Linked DNA regions of Mus musculus: region 2 is linked to region 1. Evidence: chromatin contacts called from public Hi-C data. All regions are on one chromosome and are shown on one strand. The core of a region is the stretch at or near the end of the contact, and the rest is flanking DNA. Distances in the headings are between cores, read along the strand shown.

Region 1 (2,700 bases), core at 101-2,600:
TAGGGGAGGAAGAAGGGAGGAAGAACTAAGGATAAGCCTAAAGGTCACAGGGGAAACCAGGAAACAGCACACTCCAAAAGGTAACATAGCATGCCCTCAAGTAAGGGGGGAGCATGGAGAATCAGTCTTAAAGAACAGTGAAATTGTATTGCAGTTCCAGGCCATTTACCTCTGCATCTACTGTGCTCTTTGATTTACTCCTAGCAGGGCAGGGACAGGAAAGACCCCTGTAGTATGAATCAGTCAGTCCATCCTCCAGACCCTTGGGTTCCCTATCTACAGATAAAAACTACAGCAGACTGAAAATATCTGTGGACAAAACTGTCTGAATTGAACGTGTATGGACTTTCCATGTCATCGTTTCTTAAATGATTCAATTATGACCACACACACAATGCATTTGCATTATATTAGGCATTATTGGTAACCCAGAGATGACCTGAAGTGTATGTGTGTACATATATATATATATATATATATATATATATATATATATATATATATGGAGGTGTATATGAGTTATTCATTATTTCTTCTTGTGCCATTTTACATTAAGGAATTGAGCATCTCTCAGTTTGGATATTCCAGAGAAGGTTCCAGGAATTAAGGCAATAACAACACCGTGGAAGGACTGGGTTCACCAACGCAGTCAACCAGCCACATAGCATATACCTTACATCTGCACAAAAGGTGACTGTGTAAACTGATCAGCCATGAACAACAATCCTGAAGTTAAACTTGAACATTGTGTTGAATCTGGGGCCCTAGTTGGAAAAGGATCCTCTCTTCTTCACGGGCATAGAAAAGGTTGTCTTTGGATCTTGGTCCTTAAGGGCTTTTGCTTCCGTCCACTGATAGAAGAGCCTCCAGACTCCCTCTCAAGGCCTGTTCCCACTCCCAGCATCCTTTGCGACTCTGGGGAACTCCTGCCCTGTATGCTGACCTACCAGAATGACAATGGGGACAATACTAACTCTCCCATACAGCCCAGTTAGCTCCCTGTTGCAGCCCCACCTGTCTCTCTTGCCTGGAACCCCTTCACCTCCTGATAGGCAGGTCTGTTTTGCTAGAGTGAAAAAATGCATCTGAGCCTCACGTGGACTAACAGAGTGGCTGAAGGTTGAACGCCAGGACCCGGATGAAAAAGGCATTTGTGGTAAATTACAGTGGAGGCCTAAAATGTGCTTTTATTCATTCTCTTCCTGTCGAGGCCCCTACACAGTAAAGAAATGATTTTGCTTTTCTCCATAACATTTTAGTGTGCCCATTTAGACAGTTCTGAGGGGCACGGTGACAGCGTGGAGGGGTTAAATGCTGCGTGCTTGCCTGACAGCCGATTACGATTACGTAACTGCCTTTCCTGTGGGGCCGTTTTCATAGTGGGATGACTCAGACCGGCAGAAACCCACAGTGGGGGGACCTCACTTGGGACAATTATATTGAATCATATGCCTTTGCCCAAACAATTCGCTCTGTGGGGAAGACGCAACTTGTGCCTGGCATCCTTTCACACAGCCTTATTTTATGTTCTTTGCCTCAGTGGGAGAGGAAATAGATGATCAGTGTTGTGCCGGGGAAAGAGCTATCTACTCCAGCTCCACAGGCTTAGACACACCATTTGAAGGCAGCCAAGGGAATTTTTCTTTGTAAAAGTCGGGAGGCTGCTTGGAGAGTGTGTGTATTGATACACAGTGGTTACAAAGTAAATAAACTGGGATGGGTGAGGAGAATTAAGTGTGGGGCAGAGGCTTCAGCGCCGGCTTGGGGAGGGGGGCACTCAGAAGGAGCAGGAATGAGGAGGCGTGGGCAAACACTGCTGTCAAGCCTCCACATACAACAAAGGTGGTGGCAATTGCTGTGTAGCTTGTGACCAGAAATTAATTGATGTACATGCAACACTCACTTAATTTGCCTAATTACAATTTGTTCACACCCGCACCACAGGGCTTTGTTACAAATGACTCTCCAGCTCAGTCCACTGGGTGGAGGGTAGACGTGTCATTCTGAAGTGGTTTGTGGGAGAAATTTGCATATAACATCTTCCCCACCAAATTATTAATTGGTTCCCGGGGAGGCCTTGGTTTCTGAGGTTCTGCTTAATTGCTATTCACGTCAAGGTTAAACATCTGCCCCCGGTAAGTGGAGGTACCCGCTAACCCAACTGCATGCCTGGCTGTCAGCATCGTGTTTACATTCACAGCTAGGGAGTTCATGTCAACACATCCTTTCCATGAAAACAACAGAAGATGTTGCTGATCACCAAGGCTGTGTGTAGACTACAAGAGGGGTGTGGGGAGGTTTGGGGGTGGCTGGAGTGTCTCCTGCCTGGCAAAGTATCAAGAATGGGATCTCCTACTGAGATGGAGTGAACACTCAGCCTTAGAAGGCCTGAGTCCATTTCCCTCTGCCATTGTGAACAGTGCTTTTTACCAGGGATTTTTGTTCCAGCTTGCAGGATAGCATGGAAGTTATAGCTTCCATTCTGTAACTTTGACAGGCATCAGGTCCTTCTCTTTTCTAAAGAGGGCAGAGGATGGTAGCATGGGGGAAAGGGGGATGAGGAGGGGCTGGGGGCGGTGTGTGTGTGGGGGGGGCTGGCTTCTACTTTTCTTCCTCACTCCCACAACCCTACTTTGTAATTCAAATAAGCCTTTCCAAAAAAAAAAAAAAAAAAAAAAAAAAAACAAGGGGGCAGCCTTA
Region 2 (2,887 bases), core at 103-2,602, 170 kb before region 1:
TTTCAAATATGTACAGAATGTCTTTAAAAGTATATTATGAACTTAAGCAATCAGGTTTCATAGGTGGTATGATTACCAGAAACTAGTCCCTCCCAGGAGACCTATTAAAGGTATAACACAGATATGTGATGGTCTAGTAATTATGATTACTAGTAATTATTAACTCACAACTATAGATGCCTCTTAGAAATCTTGAAATTTAACAGGGATTTGAAAGATTTTTTTATCTACATTTTTTTCATGTAAATTCCTAAGGTAAAATTACCAGCAAAAAGGAAGAAAATTATTTTAACATATTATAACATACCTGATAGGTTATTTCTTGAGATTTATTAGGCATAAAAAGAAATATAATATTTTATATTCAATATATATCAAAAGGTATAAATAATGTTTATGTTTTCCTTTTGTCAGTAGAGCGTAAGTTTATTGTATTAATTTAGTGTGTGTGTGTATGTTTTGTGTGTGTGTGTGTGTGTGTGTGTGTTCACCTGCATTTATTTCATTGTTTTGGTTTTGGGGTGATGGGCACTGTCCTAGGATATCAGGAATATTTGACAATCATGAACCTTGCAATGAGGAAACAGTGTGTTGTTTTTATTGGACCAGACTGAAGGCTTAAGCAATAAGCTATTTTTTTTCCAAGTTTGGGAAGCTGATATCAGGATCCAGATATTGGCTGGTTAGGTTCTCCTAAGGCCCTCGTTGGCTTGCCAATGGCTGCCATTTAACTGTGTCCTGTCTGAGCATTTCTTTTGTGAATTCTGATGTCTGGGTGGCCTTTGATGTGTTGAAAAGAATCCTTCTCTAGGGATATTAGCAAGATTGGAGTAAGGGCTATCTTAACTCTTTTTCACTTCTTTACCTCTGTGTAAGTCCTGTCTCCAAAAGAATTCTAGAGTTCAGTTTAACCCACCCACCCTTTTAGACAGAGTCTCATGTATTCCTAAGCTGGCCTTGTACTCACTATGCAGCTGAAGTTGACCTTGAACTTCTGATCCTCCTGCTTACACTTATGAAGCATCATGCTCGGTTTATGCAGTCCAGAGGATCAAAGCCAGACTTTCAAGAATACTGGGCTAGTACTCTGCCAACTGAGCTACATCCCCAGGTCAGCTTTTAACACAAAATTCTGGAGAATCTGTAGTCAACATAAATTCTTATGAAAAATTTCAGGGAGTCGTTGACTAATAGATAGCAGAAAATGTGTGGTGTCCCTGAGATGGGACTCTCTCTGATTCCCTGGTTTAGTGTCCTGGTAGAGGGAAACAGGCGTCAGAGGCAGTACATACAGCTGTTGCCCTTCTCCAGGCTGAGTCTTTCTGATCTCTGCCTTGCAGCCATTCAACAGAGGAAACCGCCTGCTGCAGCTTGGTGACTCACTAAGATCTGTAATCTTTCCAGGGCGGTGATACTGTTGCAAAAAGTATTAGGAATGAAAAGTGAGCTCACCAACATAGAGTGCTTTCTTCATTTGTGGGATTGTTTTCAAGTTGATTGCCTTGTCTGCAAAGTAAGGATACACTGTGTAGGCTAAAGTAAGGATACTCTGTGAGTAGGCTAGGAGTCCAAAGGACAATAGCTAAAAGGAAAGGTCCTCACAGTTTCACTCAGTGCCAAAAAGTTGATGAGGCCAAAGAAAAATGATTTTAAATGTTGCCATTATAAATGTTATAAGGGACATTGATGAACTCATGTCTTCATGTGATGTGAATATACTTGAGATGCTAACTCATCACATACACTCCCATTGTCATAGTGTTCTCCAACACACTGCCAGTAGCGTGCTCAGAACTCCGTGATCCACTTTTGGCCCTATTCTCAGGGTGTGCTTTTAAAGGAGTTCTTAGTAAGCATGCAGAGTTTTCTTATTTACGTTAGTAATGGCTGTGTGTGTGTTAGCAGGAGATCACATATCTACCCTGAACCAATTATACTCATAAAAGGTACAGTACACAGCAAAATAATGGTTAATCAGGAGAAGGCTAATTGCTACTAATGAAGCTGCCGCAGACAACATAATTTGTTGTGAGCCGTGTTTAATTTGATGGTGTGGCTGAACCTGTTCATTCCAAACACATCTGAAGAAATGCACTTTTGTTCCAACTTTGTATCCCACAATCACCATCACCCTGAGAACTGTCCCACCAGGACTTGATCCTGGTGCCCAGGGCCACAGCTTGAAACTCAAACCTGCTAGGGATAAAAATTCACTCAGACTTGGTGCTGAAATTCTATAGCATTCTCCAAGGTGGAAGCTAGAACTCCAGCCTGGAATACTGGATTAGCTCCCCAGCACAGCTTTCCATAGGGAGATAAGGTGGCTTTATGTAAGGAGGTTTATACAAAGCCCTGTCAAGAGGACAAACAGGTAGGTGTTGGGTTATTTATTACCTGAGAAACACTTGGAAGCACCAATGTTTTCTTAGTAGTCCATCTTTTTAATAAAAATTCTGTCTGTGGTTATGCATGCAAGCCATGACCACAGAACAAAAGATCTTCTGTTCTGAACAGAAGAGTTTCATGCATGTTTTGTGTGTGTGTGTGTGTGTGTGTTTATATGTTACATACATTTATATGTGTTCAAATGAATGCCTGTGTACTAGTGTGAACATACATGTGTGTTAGAGGCCAGAGACCATCCTCATGTGTCATATCTTAAGAGTTAATACCTTAGACTTTGAAACAGAATTTCACACTGGTTTCGAGCTCACTGGTTCAGCTAGCCTGGCTGGCAGGTAAACCACAGGACTCATGCTTCCACCTCCCAAATGATGGGATTACAAGCACATGCCACCCTGTTTGGCTGTGTATGTTCTGAGGATCAAACTCAGGGCTTCACAGAAAGCACTGTACTGAGCCAGTTCCATAGTTCTTACCTATGTTC

Evidence for each region. A called contact is a pair of places that touch in the nucleus more often than the background predicts.
Region 2: a contact with region 1 is called in a Hi-C map of pre-megakaryocyte-erythroid progenitors, with 3 times the contacts expected there. The contact joins two enhancer-like sites. A contact is called at or near these places in 14 of 39 promoter capture datasets (the 3T3-L1 cell line, 3T3-L1-derived adipocytes, the C10 cell line and 9 more), 3 of 15 datasets of contacts at CTCF or cohesin (CD8 T cells, large pre-B cells and pro-B cells), 67 of 484 Hi-C or Micro-C datasets (the AtT-20 cell line, B cells, the Ba/F3 cell line and 48 more), 5 of 115 datasets of contacts at active chromatin or transcription factors (bone marrow-derived macrophages, embryonic stem cells, large pre-B cells and 1 more) and 2 of 9 other capture datasets (embryonic stem cells and embryonic tail).

What each region holds. Positions count from the first base shown.
Region 1 is chr12:117,808,996-117,811,695 of GRCm38.p6, reverse strand. No RefSeq gene overlaps it. Among named protein-coding and RNA genes, the nearest start is that of Cdca7l, 34 kb to the left of the region's middle. Within about 2 kb of position 1,350, at least 28 of the 459 cell types and tissues checked have an H3K27ac peak or open chromatin away from gene starts, as enhancers often do. A contact at or near this core is called in pre-megakaryocyte-erythroid progenitors, where this site is marked.
Region 2 is chr12:117,979,011-117,981,897 of GRCm38.p6, reverse strand. All of the region lies in intron 57 of Dnah11 (dynein, axonemal, heavy chain 11), which reads left to right. Among named protein-coding and RNA genes, the nearest start is that of Cdca7l, 140 kb to the right of the region's middle. Within about 2 kb of position 1,352, at least 1 of the 459 cell types and tissues checked has an H3K27ac peak or open chromatin away from gene starts, as enhancers often do. A contact at or near this core is called in pre-megakaryocyte-erythroid progenitors, where this site is marked.